Regions from separate parts of the Mus musculus genome. Here region 2 is linked to region 1. The links are chromatin contacts, called in public promoter capture Hi-C maps. All regions are on one chromosome and are shown on one strand. The core of a region is the stretch at or near the end of the contact, and the rest is flanking DNA. Distances in the headings are between cores, read along the strand shown.

Region 1 (5,031 bases), core at 921-3,420:
AGAGCTCTGCCTGCCTCTGCTGCCGAGTGCTGGAATCACAGGTGGGATCCCCTGGGCCTGGCAGTTTGTCTTTCATAGCTGGGCTGTTGGGTGGAGCAAGCTCGTAGCTGGATGGGGAGCGATCACACTCGGGGTCCAGAATCAGTGCGTCACGAGCCTGGCATGCTCAAAGGTCTAGAACTGGAGGAAGAATGTTCCCGGTGCCTGCCTGTAATAGTCACCACAGCGGAGCAATGGCTTCTCAAGTTCTAATCGTCTGCTAGGTGCTGAAAGCAGCCTCTTCTTTCAAGTTCCATTTAGGACCCTCAGGGAGGGCCCGTGAGATGGCCCTCAGTGGTAAAGACGCGTGCTGCCAAGGCTGAAGACCTGGGTTCAAACTTCAGAACCCCCTGGTGGAAAGAGAAAACCAGTTCTGGGAAACTGCGTGTGCACGCTATGGCACGCACACCTCTCTCACCTTCTGCGTGTGCACGCTATGGCACGCACACACACGCACCTCTCCCATGCTGAGGCATGAACATTTCTCTTAAAAAAAAGTAATAAAAAATAGATAAGTAAAGTGGGGAAAAAAAAAAGAAAAGAGGGAAAGTGGCTTTGAGCTAGTCAGAAAACATGAAATAAGATGCCCGGGGAAGGAAACTTTGCCAGGGCAGCCCACGTGCAGCTGCCATGGGGTGGCTGATCTGCTCCTACCCCACTGGATGTCCAGTGTCCTTAGGGATGAGAGTGTGGAACTGTCATTGTCAGTCAGAAGAACAGCTTTAGGAAAAAAGACTTGTCATCCTATTTCCCGTAGGACACCCAGGCCCTGAGTGACTATCCAAAGCCTCCCAGTTAGAAAGATGGCACCTGGCGTGACTCACCCCTCTTCGGAGGCAAGTCTTTCTTTTCAAACTCAGCCTGAGCTAAGAACATAGACAAGAACTTGACCTGGTAGCACAGGCTTGTAATCCCTGCCAGGAGGCTGAAGCTGGGAAGCCACAGACTCAAGGCCTGCAGTCTACAGAGCAAGGGCTTCACGGTCAGCCTGGGTGATCAACAAGTCCCTATCTAGAGATAAGGAGTAAAACGAGGGCTGCATGCCGGGCATGGTGGCGCATGCCTTTAATCCCAGCACTTGGGAGGCAGAGGCAGGCAGATCTCTGAGTACGAGGCCAGCCTGGTCTACATACAGAGTGAGTTCCAGGACAGCCAGGGATACATAGAGAAACCCTGTCTTGAAAACAAAACAAACAAACAAACAAACAAACAAAAAAAACGAGGGCTGCAGGTGAAGTGTTTGCCCAGCATGCATAAGACCCTAGGTTCAAGCCCAGCAAAATGAAATGAGGCTAGGGATATTAGTTGGTAGAGTGCTTGTCTCTAGCACACATGAAGCCCTGCATTCTGTTCTCAGCACCAAATAAAATATGATGGTAATGCTAGCACTTGGAAGGGAGAAGCAGGGAGATCAGGAGTTCAAAGTCATCCTGAGCTATGAAATTCAAGGTCAGCCAGGGACACACAAGATCTTATTTTATAGCACACACACACACACACACACACACGACTTAGGCTCTTCAGTATACTTACTTACTAGGGACCAGTTGAAATCGTTGCACATATTACTTCTCCCTTCTGTGCCATGGCGTCCCACCTCTGCAAAGTGAAAGGGTCAGCCAACCGGGTCCACCATGGCTGTGAGGGACAGTAGTGCCGGCTTGAGTAGTAAGGACTCCTACCCACCCACCGTTTGTTTGCATGGCACCCGGCCTCTCTTAGGCTCTTTACCTGTGTCAGTTCATCGATCCTTATAGCATTTATTTTTCAGAAGAAGAAATGCAGGCTGGGAGTTATAATTTCTCTAAAAATGGCACGATAAGAAAATGGTGGCAATGCCGGATGATAGTGGTGCACACCTTTAATCCCAGCACTCGGGAGGCAGAGGCAGGTGATTTCTGAGTTCGAGACCAGTCTGGTCTACAAAGTGAGTTCCAGGACAGCCAGAGCTACACAGAGAAACCCTGTCTCGAAACAAACAAACAAACAAGAAAGAAAGAGAGAGAGAAAGAAAGAAAGAAAGAAAGAAAGAAAGAAAGAGAAAAGGAAATGATAAAATGATAGCAGTAAGAATGTAACCATATAATTGCTTTTGGCAACTCAAACGTCAGGGCCCTGGTATGAACTGTTCTCTCCCTCCTGGGAGATAGGAATGATAGGCCAGCATCTCTACACGTAGAGGTTCTGGGACCTGTGTGCCATCTCTGGTTCTTACACTGCGTAGGTAGGGGAGGTGCACCCGCCTCCAGGCACCTGCAAGCTGGTCCAGGCTTGCTAAGGAAACAAGCAGGCGTTGGGCGGGGCCGGGAGGGGCCCGCGAAGGCTGTAAAAGCCGCGCAGGATGGAAGTCCAGACACTGAATCCGCGGCTATGGAGCGTCCTCACTTCCCGCTGGCGATGGGCCTTGGCCTGCTCGCATTCTGCCTCCTGACCCTGTCACCTGACGCCCGCGCCGAGCTGCGGAGCCGCAGGACCGGAGAACGCCAGAACTTGTCACCCACCGACCCGCGGGTGCAAAAGGCCGCACAGGCAGCTGTGGCCAGCTACAATATGGGCAGCGACAGCCTCTACTACTTCCGAGACACCAAAGTCATCGATGCAAAATATCAGGTGCGGTGGCTGGGACAGAGGTTGTGGGACAGGTTATGGAACAGAGTGGCTGTGGAGAGGGACAATTTGGAGAGGGACAGGGACAGGGGGACCGAGGACAGGTGACAGGAGACAGGAGATAAACAGAGAGCTGCTTAGCTTGCTACCAAACACAAGGGGGCACTAAAACCAACCATAACCCCCAGACCTTTCTATGAAATACTTCAAAACAAAACAGATTAGTAAAGTCCTCTGGAAGCAGCGCTATCTAACTATCAAAGAAATGCAGGATGCAGCCTCCTTTGGCATAACTAACCTCACTTCCCCAACCTGCCAGGTGGAGTGGAAGGGCCCAGTGTAGGTGCCACATACCATTCACCTTTACAGTCTAGCCGCAGACAGGAGCTCTCCAGCTTCTTGCCCAGCCTAGGGCTCTGCTCACACACAGAAGTTCCTGCCTCCACTCCAGGTCTGAATATGTAGGTCAGAGGGTTGCATTTGCCTGGGAGAGTGGAGACTCTTAGAGGGAGGGAAAGCATAGACACACAGGTTGGACTCCCAGGCATCTCTCACCTGCCCTGTTTGGTTCCCAGCTGGTGGCTGGCATCAAGTACTACCTGACTTTGGACATAGAAAGCACAGAGTGCCGAAAGACCAGAGTCTCTGGAGAACACATGGACCTCACCACCTGCCCTCTGGCTGCAGGGGGGCAGCAGGAGGTAACAGCACCGACCCCATCCCAACCCCATGCAGGGTCTGAGGCCCTTAGCTTGTCTATCCTGACCAGTCTATCTGGTCAGGCAGAAGCCTGGCTCCACCTGTTCGCTTTGGCTCTTGTATGACTCAGGCCAGGGTGGAGTGCAGAAGAGAGACTGGGGATTCCTCGTGGGGTAGGAGTTGCCTGAGATAAACCTGGGAGCATCTCCTGCCTTCTGATTCCATGTTTTGGGACCACTCATGGTCTGTCCCCGGCTCCAGAGAGACGTGGCCGTCAGGGGGGCTGACTTCTGGGAGGAGGAGGTTGCTGCCAACCTCACCCTCCTTGTCCTCTGTGCTTCCCTCTCAGAAACTGCGTTGCAACTTTGAGCTCCTTGAAGTCCCCTGGAAGAACACTACTCAGCTTCTAAAGCATGACTGCGTGCAGGTGTGACCGGCCCCAGGGTGACAGAGTCAGGGCCCCATGGGAACAAGCATGGTGGAGGCGCCTCAGGGCCACGGGCCACGTCTGTTGCAATAAATCTGCAGCTCTGCTTCTTGCACTGCTTTCTCCTGTGTGTTTCACTCACCCTGACCCTCACTCTGCTCCCAGTGACTCTCAGAACCCCACAGCTGACTGGGCACCATGTCCTTACCCTCCAGGGGAGCCCCTACTGATCCCTCTGAGGCAGTACTGAGGGTAGGGTCCTCAGAGGAAGCCCCTCTTCCAGACATTTTCAGTGGTCTCAGAGGAGGAAAGAAAGACACAGAAGATGGATACCGGAGACTAGCTACAGTAGGGATGTCTGTGTGAGCCAGTCCAGCCTCTCTCCCAGGGTTCATGCTGGGACTCCGAGGAGGAGGGTGTCAAAACCTGGGGTCAGGAGGGTCGCAAAGCCTGATGGCTCAGACCAGTGAGTTTTTTAGTGACACAGCTCTTGTTATTGCCCTCAAATGGTGAAGCAGCAAAGAGCACCAGCCAGCGGCTTACAGGGCCCTCATGAGACCTTGCTTGCTTTTAGCAAGGTACATTCTGCGACAGCAGCAAAGCCTTTCATATCTCGGTAGCTGGAATGTTTTTCTTTTTTTCTGAGGAAGGGTTTCTCTGCATAGCCCTAGCTGTCTTAGCACTCACTCTGTAGACCAGGCTGGCCTCAAACTGAGAGGTCCACCTGCCTCCGCCTCCCAAGTGCTGGGATCACAGGCACGCACCATTCCAACTCAGCATGTCTGGAACATTTGACCACATATATATTGGGGGAATGTCAAGTTCTCAGACTACAGCCCTCTAAGGCCCCGACACCAGGCCTTATGGGCATGACTGTGGCTACATGAGGGACCTCCAAGCAGTCTCCAATCCAGTCCAGTCCCCTCATCAGCTAGCTTGTGAAGGGAAGCCCCTATCCTGCTGAACTCTCAGTACCAAACAGTTGTGTAAGATGGCTGCTCAACTCCATGGGCCCTACAGGACTGGGTTTCCAGCTCACAAAGATTCTCGTATGTACTGGCAGCTGGAGGTGACTTTCTCTCCTGAGTTCCTTAGGCCAGAGGTCATGAAGCCAGTACACACCCCTCACATCCTTCCCAGGGGTACTTTCTCAGAGTTTTGCTCTGGGAAAGATTCCTAAATGATCCTGAGCCATGGAGTTCCAGAGGGGACAAGAACTGCTATCCAGGAGGGATCACTCTCACAGGAGGGACAGGGAC
Region 2 (5,031 bases), core at 1,090-3,589, 990 kb before region 1:
GTGGCTGGAAGCTGCTTTTCGACATGAGCATCAAGGCCCTAGGGAGGATGTGAACGCATGGGTCAAAGGTCAGCAGGGCAAGGAGCAGGCAAGGGGCAAGTGCAAGGCTGACCTCATGGGGTGCAGGTGGAACAGTGGCGGTTGCAGCTCGCCCAACTCAATGGCAGTGATGCCCAGGGCCCAGACGTCACACAGCTCATTGTAGCCACCCTTGCGTTCCACAGCGGCAACCTCTGGTGCCATCCTAGAATCAGGGTCACATACGAGATGGCCAGATGCCCTCCTTGTGCCCACCACCCCTATTGCCAGGGCACCATCTCACCAGTATGGAGTGCCAATGAAAGAACGTCTTTTGGCCACAGATGCTGTCAGCTCGCCTGACACCCCAAAGTCCGCTGCAGAAAAGAACTCTTACCAGACCCAGGGCCTCACTTACCTCCCACCCCAGGGCCCAGGCTATACCAGGTAGGGCTTGGGTCCAGCCACAACTGTACCAAGCCAGGCCAGGCCCCTCTTCTGAGAGGGGTCCCCACCCTTCCATCTCTAAAAACAATGCCATGTCAGATCCCTCCCCAGCCAATCTCATACAGCCAACTACTGGCAGGCAATAATGCTACATCTTCTAAATGGGGACACTGAGGCTCAAACAGTAAAGTGACTGGGATCTCCAGCACTCAGTTCTATGGTCCCTGAGTGTCCCCCGGGTACTGACCCAGCTTGACATCACCCTGCAGAGTGAGCAGAAGGTTGGCACCCTGTTGGGGGAACACACAGAAAGGATTGTGTCAGGTGCCTGGCGGCTTCCTCCTCATTTGAACCATGCCCTTGGCTGACCCCCTACCTTAATGTCTCGGTGAATTTTCCCCTGAGAATGCAGGTGGTGGAGCCCCTGGAGACAAACAGAAGTCTCTGAGGACAGCTGCTTTGCACTAATTATCTCTTCTGAGCCCCTCCTCAGGACTGGGCCCCCCACCCAAGCTGCTTCCTCCACCCCTCTCCCCAAGCAGGAAGTGAATGAGCCAAGAGGGAAATAGGCTGCTTCCGGCAACAGAACTGGGGGGCCCCCTCCTGCTAGGACCTCCACCCCCTGAGTCAGCCCATCCCAAGGTCCCAATCTCCCACTGGCCAGATGTGTTGGGCCCACACTCCTGAGGATTCCAAAATGGGTGCTGCCTATGAGCCCCATACCTTCAGTGCCTCCCGGCAAACATAGGCAATCTGCCGTTCTTCCAGGGGCCCAGTGGCTGAAACATACAGAATGGGGGCTGAAGAGAAAGAGCCTGAGGGATATGCTGACCCTCCCTACCCACCCTGCAGAGTGGGGAGCAGCAGGCACCACTACAGCAAAGTGATGTTAGCCAAATTTCTTCCAGACTCAGGCTGGGAAACTGAGCCCAGAGGAGGATAGTATTTCTCTCAAGGTCACACAGCCAGTCAGAAGCTAAGAGGAGTCCAAGTGCAGCCAGAAGGATGCCTTCCTACCCCTATGTTGGGATCGGGAAAGGCCATGTCCATGGAGTCTGGATCTCACCGTGGTAAATCTCCTGCAGTGACCCTCCTCCACAGAACTCCATACAGATCCACAATCGGTCATTCCTGGGGAGACAGAGAGCTGGGGTGGCACAATGCAAGGCACAAGAGGGTAAGAGGATAAACAACCTCACCTGAGGTAGCTGCCGATGTAGGCCACGACATTGGGGTGGCGGCATTCACGAAGGATGGTGATTTCCTGCTGAAGAGAGCTGATGTCGTCCCCTGGGGAGCACAAGGCATTATGGGGGGGGGGGGGGAACGAATAGCCTAGACTCTGTCCCTATGTGCAAAATGAGCATAGAGTATTTCTCTCCTTGCCGAGCAGGTGCCAAACCTTAGTTTCTCCTGGGGTCGGCTTCACGGGGGGGTCTAGAAAATGTTAACTCTCTGCCCCCGCCAGCTCACCCGCCCGCCTCCCAGGAGCACAGAGGCCCCACCCGGGCCCACACCTGGGTCTAGCTTGACGATCTTCACCGCGGCCAGTTCGGACGTGACGGTGTCACGGGCCTAGGGGCGAGAAGCGGGGTGAGGAGGGGGCGGGGCCGGGGTTCCCGCGGCGGGACGTGAAGATGCACCCTCCTCCTGCGCTCCCGCCCGTCCCGCAGCCCCGCTCAGCGCACCTTGTAAACGTCGCCATAGGTCCCGGCCCCCACACGCTGTAGCAGCTCGAAGCGGTCCCGCGGATCCTGCAGCGACACGTCCCGCAACAGCGCCATGGCCCGGCGCCGGACCCGCCGGCGGGCGCAAGCTGCGGAGCCGGCGCGGAGCGGCGCGGGGTGGGGCGGGGCGAAGCGAGCGGGCAGGCAGGGGCAGCGCCGAGACTCGGAGGCCGTAGGGGCGGGGCCAGCCCGGGGCGGGGCCAGCCCGGGGCTGCCCCGCCGCCCGCCTGGCCGAGAGGAGGCGCCCTGGTTGCGCGGGGAAGTCCCAGAAGCAGGGGCGGAGCTTAGGTACCCCTCCCAATTCTCGCCGCGCTACAGGTGCAGAGCATAAAGTTCAAAATCCTAAAACAGCAAAAGCAGATATCCACTCCCGCCCCATCCCCGATTTCTCAGATGAAACACATACATACATCTCTCTTTTTTCTTAACAAAATGCATTTATCTTTCTTGGAACTGAAAAATAAATCTATGTACAAAACAGGAAGAGGCTGGCCCTCCCCCACCCCGTGCAGATTTCCTCCTGGGACCTCAGGGAGGTTCCCAGAGGGCTGGAAGAGGTCCTGCTCTGTTCTTGCGCCAGTTTGGTCAGGAAGGGGGCGAGGCTCAGTATTCACAGATAAGAGTCGGAGCTTCATGTCCTGTACTCAGGGGCTAGGGAGACGAGGAAGATTTCCAAATTCGGGCAGCAATATGTAAGTTCTTTGGGGTAAGGGATTTGGATTCCCAAAGGATGGAACTCTATATAAAGTGCGGAAATCTACCCCTAGGGACTGAATGGTCCTTGGTTTCCAGGTAGCAACTGTGCTCTGGGGCTAAGGTCAATCTAGCCCCCAAGTGGGAGGAATGCCCTACTGTTCAGGCGTGACTTGGGCTCCTGTCATGGTCCACTGAATTTCGGGGGATTGGACCTACAATGAGGTTCCAATTGGCCGGCTGGTGGGGATGACACCTACATTCTAAGAACTGAGCCAGGGCTCTGGGGCCTGAAGAGGGGCTAAATGAAGGCTCCTAGTCACTGCAGGACAGCTCTGGGTCCCCTAGGACTGAGGGCGGAGTCTAGGCTTGAATTAGAGGATGAGGGTGAAGCCTGCTGGGAGTGAGGGCAGGCCTGGGGCCTTGCCACAGAATCAGAGTTCAGAGGCCCTTGCGCTGCCGCTTTAGGAAAGAGAGTGTGTAGTCGCTGGGTGTGGACACTTTCTGTTTCTTCATCTGCACTTGCGACTGTGCCGTGAGTTGCAGCTTGATGGCGCTCGAGTTGATCTTGGTGGCCACCAGTAGCTCCTTCATGCCTTTCATCTTCTCACTCTGGAAAGTGAGCACTGGGCCCTCTGGGGGTGGCGATGCTGCAGGTGCTGGAGCCTGAGCAGCATTGCCGACTTCCTGGCCACCGCGGGTAGTACCTGGGACAGTCCCTGACGTTTTCCTAGGTGGTCCCGACCCTGCACTTTGTCCTGAGCCCGGGCCCTTGTCCAATGCAGGCTTCTTGGGTGGTGGTGGCTCCTCAGGCTTGGACTCTCTTCGGGGACCACGCCGACGGCCTTCTCGGGCTTCATCCCCCCATGGTTCTTCAGCCTCGGCCGCCTCTGCTTCCCGGCTAACTATGTGCACCTTCTGCCGCACCTGAGCAAAAGCGCAAGCCAAGTGAAAGGCTGAGGATCATCCGTGGGACCTCTAGGCTCAGCTCCTGGCCACCCCTCTAGCAGTGTCCTCTCATCTGTACTCATACACATGCAATGTAACCTCACTCCCCTACAACTACTGTCACCACCTGTAGTTCCCATGCCCTGGATAGGCCCCTCTCACCTGTCCCTCGAAGCGGCCTAGGGACTGCACAAGGAAAGTTGCCCAGCCTACGTGCAGTACTGGTGTGGGGCTACCCTCCTCCCATTTGCAGATGCCATCATAAAATCGCAGCAGGTGGGCAAAGCATTCTGGGTCCTGGAGAGCAGAACCTTGGCCCTGGGTGCCCTGGATAAGAGGGAAGGTACAGCAGAGGTCACAGAGCGTGCAGGCCAGGCTCCCTCCACCTGGGCAAAGCCTCAGTTTCAGGGAAGGCAAATGCAGGCAGGACCTCCTTCCTTTTATAAAACCAACCCTTAGTGCGAGTGAGGGGAGGAGGGGCGTGCCTTTCCTCACCTACAGCCTAGCCCAGGTTAGAACCTGACCATCAGAGAGATGGACCATCAACCCATTTCTCTAAAAGCTTTAGCTCTAAAACCCCCTAAAATCCTTTCAAACCCTCGCCCAGGGATCAGCTCCAGCAAAAGAGAATTCCCAATCCTGTCCTTGCGGTCTCATCAATGTGCCCCGGACGGAGGGTGCGCCAATGGAGGCCAGCCCTTCACCTGGGCTTGCTCCCCAGTCCGCTCTTCGCCTGTTTCTAGCAGGCTGGCCGCCTCCTTCAGCAGGTTGGGGATGACGTCATTGGCCACTTCAAAGAATTCCTTGTAGATCTCCTCATCCTCCCGGCAGTAGTTGTAGCTGTGAGAACACACAGGATTCAGTTGACAGTTGTCCCACAATGGGACATCCCACTGACTGGGTGCGAGGCTGGAGTCCTTGTTCACCCAGATGTGATCATGCTAGTCAAAGGCAAGGTTATGGAGTGGGATGTGGGGACTGGACTAGAAGTTGGGCAGAGACAGAAGCACCATGGATAACACAACTGACTATAAAGCAGGAAAAACTGGGCAGAGAGGAGTGACAGAAAGGCATGAGGAGGAGCAGCAGCTAACCAGGGGTTCTCAGTTCCCAAGTAATGGTAGCCTTGACTGTATAGGGGCTGATCAGAGAGGACAGAGCTGAGACAAGGTCTCACAACTGGATGACCGATTGGAAA

What was found. Capture Hi-C pulls out chosen DNA fragments and counts their contacts.
Region 2: a contact with region 1 is called in a promoter capture Hi-C map of liver, with 2.6 times the contacts expected there. A contact is called at or near these places in 2 of 130 datasets of targeted methods (large pre-B cells and pancreatic cancer cells) and 2 of 9 other capture datasets (adipose tissue and liver).

Annotation. Positions count from the first base shown.
Region 1 is chr19:5,346,713-5,351,743 of GRCm38.p6, reverse strand. Cst6 (cystatin E/M) reads left to right here and starts at 2,170. Exons shown (of 3, transcript NM_028623.5): 1 at 2,170-2,649; 2 at 3,222-3,347; 3 at 3,695-5,031. The coding sequence starts at 2,410. The coding sequence ends at 3,778.
Region 2 is chr19:6,338,468-6,343,498 of GRCm38.p6, reverse strand. Map4k2 (mitogen-activated protein kinase kinase kinase kinase 2) reads right to left here and starts at 2,339. Exons shown (of 32, transcript NM_009006.3): 1 at 2,154-2,339; 2 at 1,983-2,040; 3 at 1,665-1,755; 4 at 1,532-1,596; 5 at 1,189-1,244; 6 at 842-889; 7 at 713-755; 8 at 323-395; 9 at 113-244; 10 at 1-38. The coding sequence starts at 2,249. It overlaps Men1 (multiple endocrine neoplasia 1), which reads right to left. Exons shown (of 10, transcript NM_001168489.1): 8 at 4,538-4,673; 9 at 3,996-4,160; 10 at 2,605-3,812. The coding sequence ends at 3,327.